3 separate regions of the Zea mays genome follow, and regions 1 and 2 are each linked to region 3. The links are chromatin contacts, called in public Hi-C maps. All regions are on one chromosome and are shown on one strand. Each heading gives the region's core, a stretch centred on a gene start, on an enhancer-like site or on the middle of the called end of the contact. The rest is flanking DNA. Distances are from core to core; before and after follow the strand shown. Region 1 holds the start of LOC100193956. Region 2 has its middle 48 kb from the start of LOC103640852. Region 3 holds the start of LOC100272489 (Amino acid permease 2).

What was found. Hi-C and Micro-C count contacts between places; a contact is called where the count stands out from the background.
Region 1: a contact with region 3 is called in a Hi-C map of tassel, with 2.1 times the contacts expected there. The contact joins the promoter of LOC100193956 here to the promoter of LOC100272489 in region 3. A contact is called at or near these places in 2 of 25 Hi-C or Micro-C datasets (ear and tassel).
Region 2: a Hi-C map of ear shows a contact between it and region 3, with 2.1 times the contacts expected there. The contact joins the enhancer-like site here to the promoter of LOC100272489 in region 3. A contact is called at or near these places in 2 of 25 Hi-C or Micro-C datasets (ear and tassel).

Annotation. Positions count from the first base shown.
Region 1 is chr10:11,625,655-11,629,385 of Zm-B73-REFERENCE-NAM-5.0, forward strand. LOC100193956 reads right to left here and starts at 1,630. Exons shown (of 4, transcript NM_001175726.1): 1 at 1,541-1,630; 2 at 1,238-1,410; 3 at 860-1,114; 4 at 1-311. The coding sequence starts at 1,390. The coding sequence ends at 255.
Region 2 is chr10:10,904,761-10,908,529 of Zm-B73-REFERENCE-NAM-5.0, forward strand. It overlaps the pseudogene LOC103642299. Among protein-coding and RNA genes, the nearest start is that of LOC103640852, 48 kb to the right of the region's middle. Within about 2 kb of position 1,836, at least 14 of the 20 cell types and tissues checked have an H3K27ac peak or open chromatin away from gene starts, as enhancers often do. A contact at or near this core is called in ear and tassel, where this site is marked.
Region 3 is chr10:11,187,229-11,191,240 of Zm-B73-REFERENCE-NAM-5.0, forward strand. It overlaps LOC100272489 (Amino acid permease 2), which reads right to left and starts at 2,428. Exons shown (of 3, transcript NM_001146958.1): 1 at 1,607-2,428; 2 at 1,375-1,517; 3 at 507-1,289. The coding sequence starts at 2,276. The coding sequence ends at 654.

The sequences.
Region 1 (3,731 bases), core at 380-2,879, 440 kb after region 3:
GGCGGTCAGCAGCGAACACAGTCACAACACGAACGTCACACCTACGCACAGACCCACGCAACGCAAGGCCGGCACGTCAGTCACGTCTTGCCTGCCGGCCCGTCATCAATCGATCACAGCAGGCGCCAAAAGTTGAGACATCTTGTAGTACGTACAGGAGGATGGAAGCCAAAAAGCCCGCGCCCTGATTAGCCAGCAGCCTTGTTGTCCGTGACAATAATGCTCGGCTGTGTCCGGCGGTCATTACGACGGGCTCAACTCAAGCACGAGCACCCCAGCAGCCGCAGGATCCTCCGCCAGCCATCATCCTTCTGCAATGCGGTCGTGGACGTTAAAATCATCACGTGAACGTTAAGGCCCCGGTACGAGTAATGAAGAACACTGCATGCACATTGATGTTTAATACTATAGAGTCTTTTGAAGTGTTTAAAGAGTACATTTGTAAAAAAAAATTGGTGGAACATCTCTAGCAATAGACGTTTCACTTCTTGCTCTACAAATTCGTCATGTATTCTAGTGCCTAGAGAATCGTTTTAGTGTCTCTTCACTGTACATACCTATCATATATGACTGCAAATCCTGGTGACAAAATTTTGCACTCCATGCGGTTAACGTGGGTTTTAGGTATTCTAAATAATGGACATTTGGGATTGGGTTTTATGTGTTCTAAATAATGGATATTTGGGATTGAATGGCTCGTTCGATCGCTAAGAGCACGTAAAGCTCTCTGAATAAACTCTTTAATTAATGGGATTTTACATTAAGGTAGCATGCATTTTTTTTCGTTTTTTCCCGATGCAAAATGGACAGCAAATAAATCATGGCTAGTAATGAGCGTAAGTGCGTACGTACTACGTACCCTCGCTCCCGGCGGCGGCGGCTTTCCGTAGAGCATGTCGGGAGGGACTCCGTACAGGTCGTCGTCGACGGGCTTGGCCAGCGCGAAGCAGGACCTCCTCGCCGCCGCCGCGGCCTGCGCGTAGGCTCCGGAGTCGGCCACCTTGCTCCGCCTCGTGGTCTGCGTGTGGCCTTGGTGAGGCTCCGCCGCCGCCGCAGCCGCAGCCAGCTTGGCCGCGTGGACGACACCGTCGGCGGCGCCTCGCCGCCTCCCCTGCTGCACGCACGCACGCGCGACGCGACGAGCATTACTACCCATTCGTCTCGTCGATAAGCAGCAAGCCGACGCATCGTTGTGGGCTTTGGATTGGATAACGCGCGCGCGTACGTACGTACATACCGTCTGCGGCGCTTTGTGCGGCGTTGTTATTGCGTGGCCGAAGTCGAAGGACGGGGTCATGACCGCCGGCGCCCACGCGCCGCCGCCGTTGCTGTGGTGGTGGTGGTTCCACTCCCCGAACGCCGGGATGCGCGTGCGCCTCGCGGTCGGCATTACTGGTGGTGGTGGTCTGTCTGAAGAAGCATCGTGTATATCATCAGCTGGACTGGAAACACAGCAGTGCAAAGTGGTGGCCGGAAAGGCAATAATAATGCCGGCCGCCTACGTGCAGCAGCAGCAGCGCGAATAGGGCTCATGACTGACCTTCGTTAGCAGGGGGAGATCTAGAGAGGGAGGGGAATTCTGTTCACGAATGGAAGGAATCACAATACTGGGAAGAGGAAACAAGTAGCAGATATTATTATGTGGAGCTCCGAGTCCGAGCTGGAGGAGGCTGCTTCGATGAAGAGGGGGGAGGAGGAGGACGGTAGTGGGGGCCCACCTAGACATGTAGGCCCGGTGTGCTTCGCTTGTAGAGGACGACGCCAGTGGAGGCCCGCCAGGCCGGACATGTACTGTGCTGCGCGTGGGGGCCAACGGGACAGTGCAGAATGTTACTGCTACCTGCCTACCTTAGCCCTTGTTGTTTTGATACACGTTCGAATTTCGAAATAGCTCCGGCTCTTTGCCATATTGTACGTGTACAATATAATGCCCGTGCTCTAAATGTTACTGTCTACGTTCTAGAATATTTGTCTCCGTGCTCTAAATATTACTACCTTCGCTAGTAGCTTTGCACGCGGACGACACGTAGTGGGTACGTGTACAATCGCTTCCTTATCTCCGTTGGACGTCGCATGCGGCGAGACTATCTCCTGTCTTGTTCCATATCATATCCTATATTTTAAACTTTATTTTATAAACAATATTATCTATAGTTCTACATTCTCTACTTTACACGATTCATAAAAGGCCACCTGAGCAGGATGACTGAGGCACTGTTCGTCTCTCATGAGTCATGACTAACATTTAGTTCGTATCAATTACGATAATTAAATATAGTCTAATTGCCAAGCTAATTATACAGATGACGACTAAACAGTAAGACGAGTCTATTAAGTCTAATTAGTTCGTATGATTCACCCATATGAAGCTAAGTAAACATTTTCTAATTATGAATTAATTAGACTTAATAAATTAATCTCGTTGTTTAGTCTTTATCTGTTTAATTAGTTTTATAATTATAAAATATTTAATACTTATAATTGGCGTTTAAACATTCCATCCGATGAAACGCATACATCTCTAGAGGTGGGCAGTTTCCTTGTAGCGTACGCCCAAGTCTTCCGTGGCTTCCTTGCCAAGGACACACCAGCCAGCCCAGCCCAGCCCAGCCCCTAGTAGACTGGCGAAGAACACGCTGCGGTTGGAAATAATCGCCTGTAGTATTTATTAACGTTGTCGTGTTGACTAGGGGTCCACTCTGCGCCTCCGCCGGAGAAAACTTGGGAGAGGGGGCATGCAGCCATGCAGGGGCTAGCTAGGCGGTGGTGCTCGCTACCGGTTAAAAGCAAACTACGTAGTACAACTCATCAAACTATAGGTGCCTAAGCCTAACCGCACGATCATACTATGAAATGAAACTACTATGAATTAAAAAAAACTCGGCATCAACATCAGCAATCCGTTTGGACACTTGGGACTTGCCAAAAAAAAAAACAGTTAACTAGCAATGCTTGGCATCTTTCTATTACTAATTAGAGGCTCAACCAAGAGGCACCCACTAGAAGGTTGTCTCGAAACAGTTTCAGTTTTCCTATCACACATCTTTATCTCTTCTTCTAATTTAAACTCTACTCTGTAAACAATACAATCTACAATATAAAACAGTGTTTTGCACGGTCTACATAGACAACCTTAGAGAATGGGCCATAGGTATCGATTGGGAACCAGCTACAATGCCAAATTCTCAACCACCGATACCGGGAACCAGAACTAAATGTGTCAAATTTTATGTATACAATAACTAATTCATATGTACATGTGTATAATGTCAAATTAATGCACACACAGATTAATGTATACAAATGAATATGTACATTAAAATGAATGTTAATAGTAATATATATATAAATGTCTATGAAGTGTCATAACTACTAAATAAATGTATATTCATTTCTATATCCTCAATATGGATCGTCTTCCTATTATGATAGGATCGGAAGATTTCGTCCATCATAGTAGAACTCTCCGTCTTTAGGCCTTTACATTATAACAAATATGAAGAATGCCTTCTCTAAAAATAGGATCATTATTTTTAGAGACATGCCTCTGAGACCCATATCTATTAATAAAATTGTAGGTTTCATACAGAAGAGCCTAAATGTAAAATAGAAGTCATCATTAGATTTTCATTGGATGCACTAGATCACTAGACTGCACGTTGCACCAATATGAGTGATTGCACCTGTTGTGTCCCCATTAATAAACCAACTATAGGCTCATCCAACTCGGT
Region 2 (3,769 bases), core at 586-3,085, 280 kb before region 3:
GTAAAGGCCTCGTAGTGTTACCCTGCCTCGCCTCCTCGGTAGAGGTGTATGGGAAGTCGCGATCCCTTGGCAGATGGGTAACATGACTTGTGGGTAAAGATGTGCAACCTCTGCAGAGTGTAAAACTGGTATACTAGCCGTGCTCACGGTCAAGAGCAGCTCGGACACTCACATGATTAACTTATGGAACTAAATTCAATTTGTCATATGCATTGCACCGCAGGTGATGTTGTTACTTTTGTTATTACTTAATTGGGTTTGTATTTACTTATACTTAGTAACTGCTAATAAAATTTTGACTAACTTTAAAAGCAATGCTCAGCTCTAACCATCCTCTTTGGTAAGCCTTACACTTCACATGAGCTCCCACCTTTGGCGAGTTCATACACATTATTCCCCACAACTTGTTGAGCGATGAACGTATGTGAGCTCACTCTTGCTGTCTCACACCCCCCCACAGGTCAAGAACAGGTACCGCAGGATGAGGCGCTTGGAGGATGCTGCGATGTGTTCGTGAGAGGTCTAGGCCGTCGTCTCCCAGTCAACTTTGGGTTGCTGGACTGTTGTCTCCTTATAATGTAATTATTTACTTATTTTGTATAGAACTCCTGATATGTAGTAAAGATGTGACATTCGATCCTGTGCCATGATTCATCATATGTGTGAGACTTGGTCCCAGCACACCTGGTGATTATGTTTACGCCCCGGCTTTGGACCCCTAAAACCCGGGTGTTACAAAAGGTTTGACCCTATTTCCCTTTCAATGAGCACCGCATACCCCTGCATGTATCTCTTTCATTAGTTCTTGGCCTTCGGCTCTAGACAAACACTTCAGCAATGGACAACAAACTCCTTGTTTATATAATTCTCCTATGATCATGTAAGGCCTTGTCCTAGCTTGCATTCTTTTTATGTAAACTTCGTTGTCCGAAGGATAATTTCCTTGCAGGAAAGATACAATCTTAGTCCTCTAATCTTCACTGTGTACTGGTGAGATTGTAAGCACCGCTCGCTTCATGAGCTCGACTGAAGGTGTTTTTAAAGTTTCAATGATTACTTCCGAAGGAAGTGGGAGCCCCTATGCCGCTCATTTAGCTAGTAAATCTGCATGCTCATTTCTTAGCTTTCTAAAACTAATACTTCAAATAGAACTGCCAAGTCTTTGAAGGAATGTGAAGATAGCTTTGTTTTACCTGTGTATATTTTGGGACTTGTTTGTAGATATGGGTATTGTGATTTGTCAATTGGCATGATTCTTTACAACATACATGATGCATTAAACACAACAATAGAGTCTTCTTATGATCTTATTCCAAGCAAGTTGGGGTAGACAACATACAGGATACATAAAAAATTGAAAATGTAATTTTAAAGGAGAGTGTGTTGGTCTGAAAAAATTTCGTGCATGTTTTTGCATTTTAATCTTTCCGAGCATGTTAAATGTGGACGTCTAAAAAAACTTGAGTGGTTGCTTGCTTTTGTATGCCAGGTCGAGTTGATAAAATGGAAGGGACAGTGGATAGGTACGACCGGATATCCAAAAAATTAAAATACTGACCATGGGATGATCTAAAAAAATACTGATTATGGGATGCTATTGATTGAGAGAGGACATTGGTCTTAATGGTGGATTTAGTTAGGGTAATTTGTTATTTTCATTTTAGTGATGTTTTAATTAGTAGATTATATAGGAGTATAGAAGTATAGACATAGATATAGATAGCTCAAACAGGAAATAGGTTACCTCTCAGTTTCACTGGGTTGGCCTGCTAGCCGCGCAGCTAGCCCAGCAGGCAGCAGACACTCTCTCGTCCTGCAAGCCTGGCCTGCCGCGGCCCACGCACCCGGCCTGTCAGCCCAAACTCCCTCCTGTCCCACGCTAGAACGGGCGCGCGGGCGTTCCCACGCTAGCCTTCCACGCTGCTGCCTGCTGACAGTGTGGCACCCCGAATCGCCTCACCCCACGTCCTACGTGTTAAGGATTTACACAGTAAATTAGGCTGTTTACGTGGTGAAATTTGAATTATGGGATGAGTTAGTGGATATAATAGAATCGCTGCTTGAGACAGTCTAAACAATAAGAATGTCTGCAGCCGTTATCCTAAATTTATCCCAGTACGGTCGTATATCTCACTATGTACCTCTCATTTCAAGTCGTCCGACTAATCCACGTCAGCCCCTTCCCCGGCCTTCTCGCTCACGAAACCTCTGCTTCACCTTCACGAAATATCCTCCAATCACGTAGATGCCGCCACTCCCCTCCCCTCCCCCGCCTGCCGCCGGCGCCCACGCCATCCCCGTGCAAGCAGCCTCCGCGCCGTTGACCCCGGGTCCGCGCCCCAAATCCTCACCCGTGTCTCTCGACACTGTGCTGCCAATCCTAATCGCGTGCGCGGCTTCGGTGCTGCGACCGCCATCGCCCCGCACGCAATAGCCGCCGTCCATTCTCCTCTTCGCCGAGATAGGCGGCGCATTTGGCGCCCCTCCCCCAGACATCCCGCGCCCCCGTCCCCCTAGCCTCAGCTTGCTAGCGCCCGCCCTCCGCCCTGTACCAAACAGCCATACCGCGCAAGCCCGCCTGAGACACCGCCAACGCCGCGCGATGGCCGCCTTCGCCGCTCACCCCTCTGCACGTCGCAACACCAGAGGTCGATAGGGTACCTCGTGCTCCCACCCGCCCCCAATGCCCACGGCGGCAACGACAGAACCCGGGGCGCCCGCATGCGGCGCTAGGTCTAGGCGCCCCCGCGGTGCCCCGTGCACCTCCTACACGGCTTCGGCGCCTCGGCGACGTGGCAGTGGGCCCCGTACCTCCACAGCCTCCTCGCGGTCGACCTCGATCCCATCGTCGCTTCCTCATCCTTGGTCCCCGACCACTCTGATGCCTTCCAAGCGAGGACCGTGAAGGCTGCCACCGTGGGCCTATTCCCCATCGTCGACGTCGGGGAGGCGGTCGAACTGCTCATCCCCTGGCGCCCAACGGAGGTGCGTTGGCTCGTCGATGATGTGTCATGTGATGGCTCAAAGGTTGGCCGATTTCTACCCTGTTTATGCTACCACTTTCGGTGCTTGATGAGTGTTTGTAAGCTTTCTTCTATTATATGTTGTCTTTTTCATTAATCAGTCACTTCAATTTAGACGATTGTGAATCCTTATCTTATTGGGAGTGATTTTGTGTATAATCTTACATACGCCGTATAATATGAGTTCATTAAGATACTACTGGCCAAAATCATAATGTCATTATGTGCAAATATTATATGATATATGGTATTTTCAGAAACGTCTACTCCATAGGAAGTTCAGATTGCCAGATGGACCTTCATGGTATTTGATTTTTTTAGTAAGACTGCAGACTATATTTGGAGTCTCAGCTCGACCATGTAAGTATCTTGCATCCTACTCCTCTTTAGATAGCAGCGTAAGCTAGACGTTGCTTTCAGGAATGGGTCCATACAATGAGTTATCTCTGATATCAAGCTCCTCAATATTTGCTAGATTTCTATGAAACAGAGGACCACAGACATCTGTATATTATTCCTCAAGCCCCAAGCAAAAAATGCATGCAGTCTATGATTTTTTATTGCTATATGGAATAAATTGTTAGTTAAACTCGGGCACCAAATATTCTCCATGGAAATTTCAGTTAAGTTCAGCTATCATATCTGAAAACTAAGATGTGTACTAATTGCTGCGCAAAGATGCAAATATCCTGGTGCTCTTATGTGGCAAAGAAGCAGTTGCTAACTGGATTATAAAAAGTTTCGTG
Region 3 (4,012 bases), core at 1,178-3,677:
TTGAGCTGATCCAAGGACATGTACAAGAATTCATCCTGATGTAATTGTATCACTTCAACAAGTTTTTTTTTTAAAAAAAAAAGCATACATCTGCTTGTAGTTTTTGGACCTCTTGATCTGGAGTCATAAGTGTGTTACTTGATATCTTTGTCGATATACTGATGATTTCTAAAAAAAGTTTTCTTCTTTATTAACCGGCTCAATGTAATAGCTGTTGTGCGCCATTTCACCGTGCGAACTGTTGCAGCTGCTGCGTGCCATTTCAGGTTGTTGATCGAGCCCAATGCAGTTGCATGCGCACGGAAGTGAGAGCTCATTAAGTAGTTGTTGGAGAATAGTCTTTATTTAGATCTCAAATTTTTCTAGGGAGAGAGTATTTCATAACTAGCAATTTCACGAGATTGTTCGAGAAAAATAAAATAACTTGTTTTGATGATTATATTTTATCTCACGTATACAGACGCACATCTGCTGCGCTTCATCAGCTGACCGTGTAACAAGTTAGTGGCAAAAAAGTATAGCAGATTATACCTAATTCATCATCTCATCTCAAAAAAGTATAAGACCTAATTGCTAGATCCTGCCAACTAATGGAGCAGTACAGTATCCGCAATCGTTTTTGCATATATCCCTCCCACCTTCTGCCTGCGAAGCTAACCGCTGAACGGCTTGTAGACCTTGAGGGCGGCGATGACATCGGCAATGGATCCTGCTGCAGCGGCGACGGAGACAAGGAGACAGCTGACGCTGAGCGTCTGGAGGCAGATCCACTTGGTGCTGCCGCGGGGCACGCGGAGCTGCTTGATGTACATTTCGACGGGGAAGTAGACGGTGAGCGGCCAGAAGGAGACGGCGCCGAGGAGCCCCACCACGTCGCCGAAGAACGGCAGCAGCATGGCGACGACGGTGGTGACGCACACGAACGCGGACCGCCACGTCAGGCGGAACACGCTGAGGGAGAAGGGACCCACGCGGAGCTCCCGGGAGACGAAGGCGCTGTCCGGCCAGGCCGCGGCGGCGCGGCGCTCCACGAAGGCGAAGATGGGCTGGCAGAACACCTGGTAGGCGCCGACCAGGTGCACGACGATGGCCACGTTGGCGACGTCGAGCAGCCAGAAGGGCTCGTAGAAGCCGAAGCCGGTGAGGAGGTTGTCCGGCGCGTTGTCGCCGAACGCCGCGTACCCCATGCACCCGCACAGCATGTAGAATACTGTCGTGGTCGCCACGCTCAGCCGCGTCGCCTTCTGCATCACCTTCGACTCCGACGGTGGCGGCGCCTTGATCGTATCCTGAAGGGCCGGAGCAGACGTGGTTAGAAGAAACAGAACATAAACAGTGGAGGTGAAGAGGGGATTGCTTGCAATTGCTGCTTACTTGGATCTCGATGAGGATGTTGGAGAAGGAGTAGGCGAACGCGATGTCGCCGAACGCCTGGAGCGTGTGCCAGATCTTCTGCGTGGAGGTGACGCCGGCGCCAATACTGATGCCAGTGAGGCTGCCCTTGAACCCACCATTGGCTGCGAACAATCGAGCTCAGGCTCAGCATGTGAGTAAGTAACCAAGAATACAGCAGCATATGATCCGATTGAAGAATCCGACAACTTACAGACGGTCTGTGCGATGCCGAGGGAGAGTCCGATGGAAGAGTAAGTGAAGGACATGACGGCGGCGACAATGGAGAGCCACCAAATCTGATCGAAGTCCGGTATCTGCGAGAAGAGAATCTGGACACCGCCGAACAGGACCATGTACGGGGTGCTGGAGCTCTTGCAGGGGTCCGCATGCCCGTGGGCGTGGAAGCACCCGGCCCTCCTGACGGCCTTCATGCTGATGGCCGACGCGATGGTGTAGCCGATGGCGACGCCGACGAGGTTGGCGTACTGTATGACGCCGCAGAAGACGACCTTGACGCCGCCGAGGTTGGAGCGCACGGCGTCCATGTAGGTGTAGTTGCGCTTGCCCGTCTCCGGGTGGCCCGTGCGGTAGCACTCGGCGAGCAGCGCCGCCGTGTAGTAGGTGACGAAGGCGAAGAGGAGCATGGCGGCGGGGCCGGCCACCCAGCCCAGCTGCGCGATGGCCCACGCCAGGGAGAGGACTCCCGAGCCGATGACGGCGGTGATGATGTGCGCGCTGGCCGTCCAGAACGTGCCACTGCGGCGCGGCCGGCCGTCGTCGTCTAGCCACTCGGCGGCTCCGGCGTTCCCGGCCTCCACCGACACATCCATGGGCGCGACCGGGTGGTTGTTGTTCAGTCCGTTGTGCGGCGCGGGTGCCATGGCCAACTGAGACAACGAGCTCCCTCCCTCCCTCCCTCGAATCGAATCTCTTCTTCCTCGTCGGACTGTCGGAGTGGAAGAGCGCAGGAAGCAAGTGCTCCCGAGTGCTTCTTGCTTGCTAGGTGCCTAGGTGACGCGAGAGGCTGTGCCTGTGTGGCAGTGTGGGACGGGAGAAGGCTGGGGAGAGACGAGGCTATTATATAGAGAGCAGAGAGGAGGCAGAGGTCTCTCTGTTTCTGGTCAGCGCTGCCTTTCGCGCGTCTATACTTCTGTTTTTTCTCTCTCTTTTTTAATTCTTTTCTATCTCCTCGTTGGATTTGAGTGCCGGGCTACATCAGTCTGTCTCTCGTCTCGTCATACTTTTGTTGCTGTGCCTCTCTGGTCAACGGCGTTTGGACTCCGCGGGTACGGTGTGGGTCACGGCGTGCTTCGCATTGCGTTGTGTCAGCCATTGATGAAACATACCCTTGTGTAATCCTTCATTATCGTCAAAACCTGTTTGAATATTTGGTTCGGTTTCATTGAAAATTAAATAGTTGGATTCGCTTTGAATGCTTTGCTATGATACATAGTTTGTCATGTTTTATACCGCTGATGCGTGGATGTGATTGTCATGTTAGCCACCGTGTAATGACATATATGTGGATCAGTTATATATACTTCTAAAGGTTTATTTTGTATTATCTTGTTTTTTTATAATGGAAAGAAGCGATCCGGCCTCTCCTTCACATGAAGGGTGTGGCCAACAGTTTACATCACTCATTTAGACACAAACAACAGACCGTAGACAAAGAACAAAACGACCAATTGGTTGAATATTTAGGAAACTTAAAACCTACTTGTTTAAGTTTGGACACAACATCATCACAAGATAAATTTAAATATGAGCATGTATTTTCCGAACCTTCAGCAAAAGAACTATCGAGGTTTCTGGCAGCTTTGAGCTTGGTAGCCTTCTCAATTGAGTCACCAGCACTAGACACCACCCTTCTTTTGCTCCTATGAGCAACGAACATGTCAACGTTGGCCTTAGGTACAGCAGCCAACTTCATCACCTCCAGAGACATAGTCGCAACCTCACCCATGGTCAAAACTGAACTCGAACCAAGGACTCTAGGAGATATTGAAACCCGAGCCCAATTTTCAGCACCCTTGGACACAGAGGGGCAAGAACCTCCTTCTGCAAATCTAGCACCACCACCTTCTTGCCATGGTTACTAGCCTCCCCTGCCTTAGTTCTTGAGGATTCCTATCTCGCAAGTTTAGCTTGCTTAGATAAATCTTTATCCCGAGACTCTGGTGCCTTGTCCCCCGTCAAATCTGCATCGATCACCAAAACCACAGTCATCCATGTCCATCGGTTCGAGATTATCCTCATTCATATTTTCCTCTACATGAAAATGTAGCTCATACAAATGGTCACCAATCACCACATCCACAAATTGAGGAATAAGGTTTGGATCAAGCACTAAAACTTGCAACCGACATACATCAAACTTATATGTGAATTTCATATCAACTGCCTTTGTCACCCCCATAATTCAACCCACCGCCTAGATAAGAAGAAATTGATTCATATCAGACAAAAGACCAGTAAACTGAATCCATACCTTTTAAGCTCCGCTTTTGCTTTATTATGCAACACAAACTTCAATTTTCATGGTTGTGTTGTGCTTCATTTGCACCACTCCCCCATTCCAACATATGATCTAGCTCAACACGAGCTGGAAAGGTGG